3 separate regions of the Gossypium hirsutum genome follow, and all the other regions are linked to region 1. Evidence: chromatin contacts called from public Hi-C data. All regions are on one chromosome and are shown on one strand. Each heading gives the region's core, a stretch centred on a gene start, on an enhancer-like site or on the middle of the called end of the contact. The rest is flanking DNA. Distances are from core to core; before and after follow the strand shown. Region 1 holds the start of LOC107907881 (anther-specific protein BCP1). Region 2 holds the start of LOC107909731. Region 3 holds the start of LOC107909741 (protein terminal ear1 homolog).

What was found. A called contact is a pair of places that touch in the nucleus more often than the background predicts.
Region 2: a contact with region 1 is called in a Hi-C map of leaf, with 2.2 times the contacts expected there. The contact joins the promoter of LOC107909731 here to the promoter of LOC107907881 in region 1. A contact is called at or near these places in 13 of 34 Hi-C or Micro-C datasets (callus, fibers, hypocotyl and 2 more).
Region 3: a contact with region 1 is called in a Hi-C map of leaf, with 2.3 times the contacts expected there. The contact joins the promoter of LOC107909741 here to the promoter of LOC107907881 in region 1. A contact is called at or near these places in 4 of 34 Hi-C or Micro-C datasets (hypocotyl and leaf).

What each region holds. Positions count from the first base shown.
Region 1 is chrD02:58,682,902-58,686,135 of Gossypium_hirsutum_v2.1, reverse strand. It overlaps LOC107907881 (anther-specific protein BCP1), which reads right to left and starts at 1,744. Exons shown (of 1, transcript XM_016835192.2): 1 at 1,427-1,744. The coding sequence starts at 1,744. The coding sequence ends at 1,427. It overlaps LOC107909738 (actin-related protein 3), which reads left to right. Exons shown (of 9, transcript XM_016837377.2): 9 at 196-738. The coding sequence ends at 276.
Region 2 is chrD02:58,445,170-58,448,403 of Gossypium_hirsutum_v2.1, reverse strand. LOC107909731 reads right to left here and starts at 1,677. Exons shown (of 6, transcript XM_041088891.1): 1 at 1,359-1,677; 2 at 733-800; 3 at 1-634. The coding sequence starts at 1,488.
Region 3 is chrD02:58,864,612-58,867,845 of Gossypium_hirsutum_v2.1, reverse strand. LOC107909741 (protein terminal ear1 homolog) reads right to left here and starts at 1,689. Exons shown (of 5, transcript XM_041088901.1): 1 at 659-1,689; 2 at 1-50. The coding sequence starts at 1,391.

The sequences.
Region 1 (3,234 bases), core at 495-2,994:
TAGTCTCTTATTTCTATATAGGCTGCTGAATGGCTTTGAATTTAGCCATTATACTTGGCCGGTGTTCTTGTTTGGTCGGCTTGTTAATTGTCCAATATGCTTGCCATTAGTATTGTGTTATTTCATCAAACTTAATTGTTAAAACACTAAATTTTGGATTTTGGCTGAAAGTCTCCTAACCTTCCCTATATGCAGGCATGTCACACAAAAGCGGAATATGAGGAATATGGAGCCAGCATTTGCCGTACAAATCCTGTTTTTAAGGGTATGTATTGAGGAAAATATCTGTTTGTCAGCTGATTATTGAAAAAGCATTATCTGATAATGCTCAAGTGCGTAACTTGCTATTTCCACTTTCATCTTGCACATCAAGTTAATTCCCTCATTCCGGCTTTGCTTGGTGCTTGTGTGTATTTGCTGTAAGAGGTGGTATAAAACATGGTAACCAGTCTCAATTGCAGTGGTTAAGAAAGAGAAGTTCATTTTTTAATTTGGAGTTAAAAAGGGTCCTCACAGTCGCCTAGGAATATCAGATATAAATCTGAGGAGCTGAATTCCATTTACAATGTTTAGCTTACTTAGGGATGTGATAGAGATTTTACAAAGTTTAGGTACATTTTCTGTTATAAAGCAAAATTGGAGTAGTAATTTTGATCTAAGAAATTTATTTTCTGACATTCTTGTAATTGATATTAGTCCTTCGTTTGGTATAATAATATTAATCGAGATGTTAGCAAATATGGTATATGTGTACTGTGCGAAGCAGTCAATGTGCAGACTAGGTACAATAATGATGTTTTCATCCTTTTCTGAATATGGGATTTATATCCTTCCCATTTTCCAAGTTTATTGTCTTTGTTGCATGCTAAGAAACATTATTATATTGGTGAATGTGTTTGTCATGAAATCAAAAGCTCAAAAACACTATCTAAGGGAGCCATGATTGGTTTTTGAGCTTTACTGGACCCTAAAACGAGGAACACTTGTTAAAAACCAAAGATTTAATTATTTCTACTTTCGATTTGCTGTTTCTAACCCCAATGCTTTTGCTTGAATTGTTAACCAAAGTAGGGCTTATTATTTTATAACTAGTGCTTGTTTCTTAATAAAAATGTCATATTTTATATAGATTATAAAGGGGATTGAGATTTTATGCTTATGGTAACGAATATTACATGGACTAATCAATTATTATTATTTTACTATATTTTAAATGAAAAATGTGAACCTTATTTTTGAAATCCAAAAATTCATATAAGTTTCCTATTTATGTATATATATTCATTAGTTTTATTCATAAACAAATACAAGCAGCTGCCTTTGCAAACCTCAATTTTACCAGACTATGAAATTAAAGTAGACGTACAAATTATGGTTAATAAGACCCTTTTTCGAGGTTTACTACTTGGATTGAGACGAAGCTAATTTAGAAGACGAAGTAGGTAGCAATGGCAGCTGCCCCAGTGAGAGCAGCCGCCCCAACGGCAGAGACACCTGTGGTGGTTGCATCACTAGAAGGAGCAGGAGCCATGCTTTTAGCTTCCTGCTCACTGCCAAGAGGGGCAGCAACAGCGTCATTAGAAGCACCGGGGGAGGATGCACCTGCTCCATCATCAGTGTTGCCGATGGTATCATCATCGGGTACTGGGACTGCAGATGGTGCTTTAGAAGCTGTATTGGCGGCGGAAACCAACCCGACAAGAGCTATAAAGACCAAAGCAAGAACAAAGCTTTGGCGTGCCATTATTGATATTGGTGGGGTACGTGAGAAGGAAGAGAACAAGAAGCAGTAATTAAAAAGAAATGGGGTGATGTTGTTCTCTAAGGGTTGGTTATATGAATGGAAAATTTATACCCGCACAATTACGGAGGAGGAGTGGGAGAGGTTTATAAAGCCTTCAATTTGGCCAAAAATAGGGCAATGCTTCAACGCAAAGCACGGCTTCCTAGTTCACATCCATTTCCGATGATTCTGGAAAACCATGCATATTTTGTTGCGCTACACCTTGTTTTTATTAATTAAATCATTTTCTTTCATTTTTTCCATTTCATTTCATTACCCAATGTCTTATGACTTAATAAACACTGATATCATTATCCTACGAGGGAAATTTATTTAAAAAAAAAATAAATTATTTCAAAATCATAATAATTTGTGACTATGATAGTATTACTAACAATACGGAATGTTATCATAAGATATGAATCTCATATTTAGGGGCGAATCTAGGGGGTTGGCAGGGATCCTGGCCCCTTAAAATGAAAAATGGAGAAAGATTTCTATTTTGGCCTTTTAAAGTTTTAAAAATTTTAAATTGATAAAGATAAAATTACACTTTGGCTTCCCTAAAAATAATAAATTTTTTATTTAATTCTTTAACAATTATATTTTTACTATCATAAAAATTATAATTTAATTTCGTCCCCTAAAAAGGTTTTCTAGCTTTGCCCTGTACATCTTGTTTGAATTAATCAACTCATTAATTTGATTTATGTGAAGGTTAGATTTAATGTTGCAATATGGGTTTCAACAACAACAAATTTTTATTTATTTATTAAATTATATATTTATATTAAATGTTTTGTATTTCAAAATAGATAACAAATATAAGGTTTAATTGTAAAAAACAACCAAATAAATTTGCACAAAATCTTTGATAAGAAAGTCACTGTTTTTGAAAACTTTGAAATGTTTGAATTTCACAAGGACTTATCACCATTTTAATTAGGGCTTAATAACTAATCGATTGAGGATCATTCAGATTTAACATACAAGCTGATAAGATAAATGTTATTTAAGTTTGAATTATATATATGAATTAAAGTTGTCGACTAGCTTACTTAGGTATGAGGTTTGAATGCTTTATTTTGTTCGTAGGATATTTTTTCTTGGGTAGTTTGTCCTTGGTCGGAGAGGTTTCTTACTCACACTTTGAGTAGAGTGAGTGTAAATAATTGTACATGAATGAGGTTGCTTTTACCTTGTGTTAAATAGTTAGGATTTTAATCATTGGATACAAAATTATTTAGTAAATTCATTCCATAGAGGTAGGTTTATTAGACCTTTCGACATGTCAATTATTGTTTTTGGTGAGCAAAATTAAAAGATAAAACCTTCGTCCCTTAAGAAATATAAGTGGCAGCAGGCTTGGACACAAACTAATATACTTTAAAGTGGTGACATGTATAATGGACCATTGTAGAATTAGACAAGTTTCACACCAATGGTGAGAT
Region 2 (3,234 bases), core at 428-2,927, 240 kb after region 1:
AATTTTCCTCAAGTACACAGCCCGAATCCAAAGCATCTTTCCCAGATTCAACAACTAAAGCACCATTTACTTTAGAATCATGGTGGATGGCATATTTGTTTCTCTTTTTAGTTTTCTGCTTTTCCTTTAAAACAGATGTAGCCACAGAAGCTTCTAGATCTTCAAATATTTTGTCATCTCCAACATCTTTCGACTGTAACTTCGGCCTTGACCCCGTGTTGGTAGCAGGGAACGAAACCTGATTATTACTATCAGCTGTATGTTCAGCTTCCTTACACAAATTTTCTGAGTTTTCTTTGGTGGAATTACTAAAACCAAACTGTTGAGATGCAGAATTCTGTTTTGCATGACAGTCATCTCTGTCTTGTGGCAAAGGTGCATCATTGACATTGGACAATCTTTTGGCTGTATCAACAGGTAGAAGATCAACAACATCAACCGAATAATTATTAATTCCGGTACCGAAGCAGGATACAATGTTGCCAGCATCAGGTTCAATGGAATTATGATTTTCCCTATGCTCTTTAGCACTCGAGGCATCAACCAAAAGAAACCAACTCCTGCTCACTCCACCAAAAGCACTTTTCACAAACATGGAATCAGAAAGGTGATAAAGAAATCCTTTGCGCTTTACCTATTCATGTTAACAAAGCCATGTCAATGTAAACTTTAAATCAACAATAAGACATCCTTAACAAGTAGCATCATAACAGTACAAGATACAGCAACAACCTTTAACGCATTAATCTTTATCTCCCCAATGTTGGGAAAGCACAACGGGTGTTCATACAGTATCTTTTCTGCAAATCAGCAGCACATAGATATTACTAACTAAAACAGAACTTTACATCACTTGATCTTAAAGATGAAGTTGATACGCCAGTTACTAAAAGTTGATAAACTAAATTAAGATCAAAATATGTTAGACGACTAGAACCAGTGACTATTTTTGAGAATGATAAAGCACAAGGAGAAATAATACATAACTTCCATAACATAACTATATCTACATTCTACATATCAAAACAATGCACCATTTCTTCCTGTTCAAGCATTCTAGAGGAATTCTCAATGGCTACAACAACTTCAGCACTTCAATTCACCCAATTTTAGGTTAATTACAGGGGAAATTTTAGATTTCCTATTCAAGTTCTGATCCTTGAGGTCTCAAATGGATGAACACTCTGAACTGGTATTGAAAAATAAACAAAGTCTAACCCATAACGTTGCTTTAGTACTTTAAAGAAGATAAATTTGTATCCTCCAAAAGCAAAGAATGAAAATTTACTTAAAAAGACAAATGGTAAACCAAAACACCAAGAAATCAAAGATGAGAGGGGAAAGGGAGAAAGTCATACTTTTAAGATCGGAAACGGTTTCGGAGTCGGAGACGATCATGGCGAGGTGAGTATCAAGGTTGGTATCAATGAAAATACTGTGGTAGACATCGGAACAACCGCAACCGGAGGTGGAATCCGGCTTTTCCATTTCCTTTTTCAAAGGAAGACGGCGACCTAGAACCGGGGAAAAAAGGGTTTCGAGTTTTAAGTAGAAAAGGAAAAGGAAAAGGAAGTAGAGTTTTGCGGAATGAGGGGGGTTTTGTTAGTGTGGAAGACGAACAGACTTTGGCCTAAATGGCGGCATGCGAAACAAACTAACTAGAACATGTTGAAGCCTGTCTTGTCCTTTAAAACTGAAGTAGTGAGAATGGGCCTGTTTTTATATTTGAGTTCCAGATTAGTAAACTTAACCCATATAAATAGGAACTGGGTTAGGCTTCACCTAATCTCCATTTTTTTATGATTATTGGATATATCATAGTGAGAATTTTTTTTTTATTTTTTTTACACTTGAATACCTTGTCGTGTTATTTAATAAATATAATGTATTTTTAATTTTAAATTGATTATATTTTTAATCATTTACCTTAAATATATTTCAATACCAATTATATTAAAGATAATAAAAATACTAATTTTCATATTTTGTTTTTAATTATAAAAATTCACCTTCCCCATTTTTCTAAATACTTGGGTAAATATAATCTTATATAAATAACAAAAGTCAAAGTTTCTCACTGAAAAAGTAATATTCTCTTGACCTTTTTTGAAGAATTATTTGATTGTTTTTAAAAAAAATTATTAATTGCGTAAAAATTTAAATCTTCCTAAAATCGTGAGAAATTACTTTTACCTTTTTTTTTATTTCTTATATAACCGAAGCTGACAAAAATCCGATATGGATAGTCTACACTTTCGACATCTGTATAACTTTATATAAATAACATGTGTTTTCTATTTAATATTTTTAATTTTATGAAAATTAGTTTAAAAATCTTATTCATTTACTTTAATAATTTATATTTTACTTTATTACAGTATGTTACATAAAAAATTAATTTAAATAATTCTTTCCTATAATAATTTTATGGGTTAACTACATAAGTAGTCACTTTATTCAATTTTTTTTTCTTTTTGCCACTGAATTATAAAAATTTACGTTTTGGTTACTATTATTATCAAGTTATAAAGTTTTGGTCACTCGTTCGTTAGTGAGGGTTACATCCTTAACGAAAAAGTTACATGGCATATTAATCTAAAGGTTAATATCTAATTTAACCCTTAAACTATAGCTAAAACATTTAATTTAGTCCTTTTACAACTTTTTTTTTAATGATGATTCTAAAAATTTATCAAAAATATCTTTAAAAAATTCTGAAATTTCATTATTTATTTTTTGAAATTAAAAATATGTTTTTTAAAACTTATAATAAAGTAAAAAATCTTAAAAATAATCAAAATATCCTTTAAAATATCATAAATTCCAAATTTTATTTAAAAATTAAAAATATCAAAAAAATATTTAAAAATTCTAAAAATTCATTTTTTTAAAAATATTTTTAAAATATAATTATGTAAAAAAATTAAAATTAATAAAATATATAACTAGAAAACGAACTTCTTCATCATTATCATCAAGAGTTCCTTTTGGAAGCTGGCTTTCAATGGAATTTAGTCTTGGTTCAGATTTAGGTGGAAGAGATAGTGGCGGTGCTGGTTCATCGGCAGGAGGTGGCTCCGCTACGGTTAGTTGATATGGAAGGGATGTTGTCGAGTATCTGACAGTAGCAGATATGGCTGATGTAATGTTTAATTCAGGTAGCAGCAGCAATAGCATGTAATTTGTTTTTCCATGTGCGGAAGACAAATGGGAGGCTGCAGGTGGCGGTGTGAG
Region 3 (3,234 bases), core at 440-2,939, 180 kb before region 1:
CTTTACAGTCTTTTTTGGACCTCCGCTGCTCCCGACCTTGTCTTCAACCACTGCCGTTTCAACAACGGAACACTTGCTGTCATTATTCATATTAGGGTTTCCTTTACTAGAATTCAAAGGTTTCACAGTAGGCGATTGGTTTCGAGGAAGAAAAGAACGAGGTATATCGTTGGAAGAAAATCTAGCAGAGAATTTACGAGGCAGCGGCGGGGGAGGTGGGGGAGAAGATGAGTACTTGGGATTTCTCGTATGGGGATTATATTTATCAGTGAAAGCTGTAAAAGCGTTAATTTTGTTAACGTTGTTATCACTATTGAAGAACTTCCTGCTATATCCTCCGGGTCGACTAAATTCAATTACAACTTGCTTCCCATTAATTTCTTTTCCATTCATTTCTCTCAAAGCCTTAGCTGCATCCCTTACGTCATAAAACTCCACAAACTTTTGGTGTTTCTTCAATGGTGTTTCTCTCAGTTCCTTCACTGGGCCTAAACAACAAACCAGGTTGCAAAATTTTGAACAAAGCATGAAAATATCTTTGACTGCTAATCAAAGTATCAACACCCCCCTTCCCAAGGAGCAAAACAAAATAGATTGAACAACAAAAACCCAAACAAAGCAAGCGAACATAAAAGACAAGAAATGAACCGAAACTTACCATAAGCTTGGAAAATGTCTTTGAGTTGAGAAATTGAAACGGCGGTGTCCAAATTGAACACCACAACAGTTCCTTGATTATTCCCCTCAGGGACAGCATTGCTTGCCGGAATAGTGAAGTGGGCCCAGACAGGCCTCCCGGCTATGAGTCCACGCGCAGAAGGGAGTGGAACACACGCATTGGACACACCTGGTTCGCACCCGGTAGCAGCCGCAGTGTACTGGTCTCGAACCCTGGCTTGCTCTTGCATGTGCTGCTCGCGTATTTCTTTCAACGCTTTCTCCGCATATCTCACGTCGTAGAAATGGACGGTCACGATCCCTTCTCGGACCCTTTCCATCTGGACCCCGCGTACTTCCCCGAACACTTCCAATTCTTTCCTCACCTTTGACTCGCTCACATCGCATGGAACCAACGTCAAAACCAAAGCCCTCGACGCCGCCGCCGTCGGAGGTGGAAGTGGCAGCTGCGGTGCAACCACCATGGACGCCGTAGTGACGAAAGGAGTTGGTGCAGGTACAGCTACAGGTGCATGTAGAGGCAGGGCAGCATGGAACTGCGGTACGCCGCCGCTGCAAAACGGTACCGTTGGAGACGCAGCGTATGGGTAGTAAAGTTGGGGAGGTCTGTAGAGAGGAAATTGGGGTTGGCAAACTACGTTTTGGGCGGGCCAAAATTCTTGTGCTGACGGGTCAAGGTTTCCAGGGAACCGGACTGTACCGGTTTCCCCCATGGCTGTTTCAGGGCGGAGAACCGGTAGTCCACCACTCAAAGGAAAAAAAAAAAGCTTTTCTTCAACTAGATAAAAAGGAGCCGAGAAAGTATATTTATGAGAAAGCTGTTCTCTTTTATCTGAGTTCAGCTTGGGAAATTAAAAGCCCAAGAAAACATTTTCTTTGTTTGTATTGTTGTCGTTTTCCATGTCCAAGAAAAACTCATTAAAGTTGGTAGTCGAAGTGTAAGTAAAAACGAAAAGGAGAGAATGGATTGGGAGGGTTTTGGGGTTTTTCTCCCTTTCCTTTTCGCTATATACTCGGTTTCCAGGAAACAAGAAAAGGTTGCCAAAAGTGTCGTTGTCTCCCGAATTGCCACCTCATGGGAAAGATGATGAGTTTTTTTAGAGTGAATAAAACCCCTTACTTTCTGGGTTTTTGTTTTTGGATTTTGATCATGATCCTTGTAGTGATTCCGGGGTTGATTAAGAATTTGGACCGTACACGTGGCCAAACAAATGAAATGTGTGGTGCGGGTTGAGTAATATTAAGCATTGCTGCATGTGAGTATTACTTTTTTTCTTTTCATCTTTAGTATTTTTGACTAATCAGAGAGTCAGACTCGGACAGACTAATCGCTTCGCCTCCTCTGCTTTTATTTTGAGCACAGTGCAGTGCACCCTCATTTATTCTTTTACATCCGCATCTATGTATTATTCTTCCGATAATTAATTGAATTGAGATATCCAATTATTAGGAAATTTTTTTATCATTCAATTATTAAAAGTTATAAAATAATTATTTAATTATTTAATTTTTTTTCAATCATCGGTTGATAAATGATTATTGAGAAGTTGACGTGTAATTTTTAAAATTAGCATAATAACAATTTAAACCCTTAACGTTTATATATTATGTCAATTTAGTCTTAATTTTAAAAATTAAACCCTTAACATTTACACATTATTCTTCCATAAAACATCACCTTGTTAATGTAGATGCCTATTCTTCCTCCTTTGGTATATAAATGTACAAGTACATTAATTATTTTAATGTGATACAGTTAATCCAAAGAGATTAATTAGTCATTAAAGATGCATAATTTGGTTAATGTACCTACTAAAATTCAATATATGTACTTTAAAGATATATGATTTTAGTCAATGTACCTATTAATGTCTAAGAATATAGTACATGACTTTGGTCAACATAGTTGTTGAAGGGATTTTTCACCTATTAATAAGAAGTTGTGAGTCACTCTTAGCATGTTTAGTATTTGGCTTAGGCTGTTTATGCTCAATTTTAACCCTAAACTTTGTCTCTTGCCTCCATCAAAATTTTGTGTCGAGTTCATGAAAGGAAAGCACCTTTACCCATCATGCAAATTTCACATTTTGTGTTTGGTGAGATTTGAACCCATGTCCTATAGCATATATGGGTTGAATTGGTAGGATGGGTACCACGTCTCCCCAAGAGATTGAAAATCCCCTCAATAATATTTTATGTACCCATAAAGGCCACAAATTCCAACATTCTCTCACTTTGCCAAATGGTCAAATAAGTCTTTTTTGATGTAGGCACTTTGATTACTATAATGATCAAACTATACTTAATTAAATAAGTAACTACTAAAAATCATGGTGGTTTTATATCATTACAAATATAATTCCTTCTATGCATCACAATAATAGTATTTATCTAGACAAATCATAATGAGGAAGAAGATGAACAATGTACACTTATATTCATGTTCCATAAGGTCCTAACTCTAATGTCAAAACACCACAATATTTTTGTCACATATAATGAGCACAAGTAGACAAGAACAAGCTTTCATGTGTCCAATTAAAACTATTAGTTGGA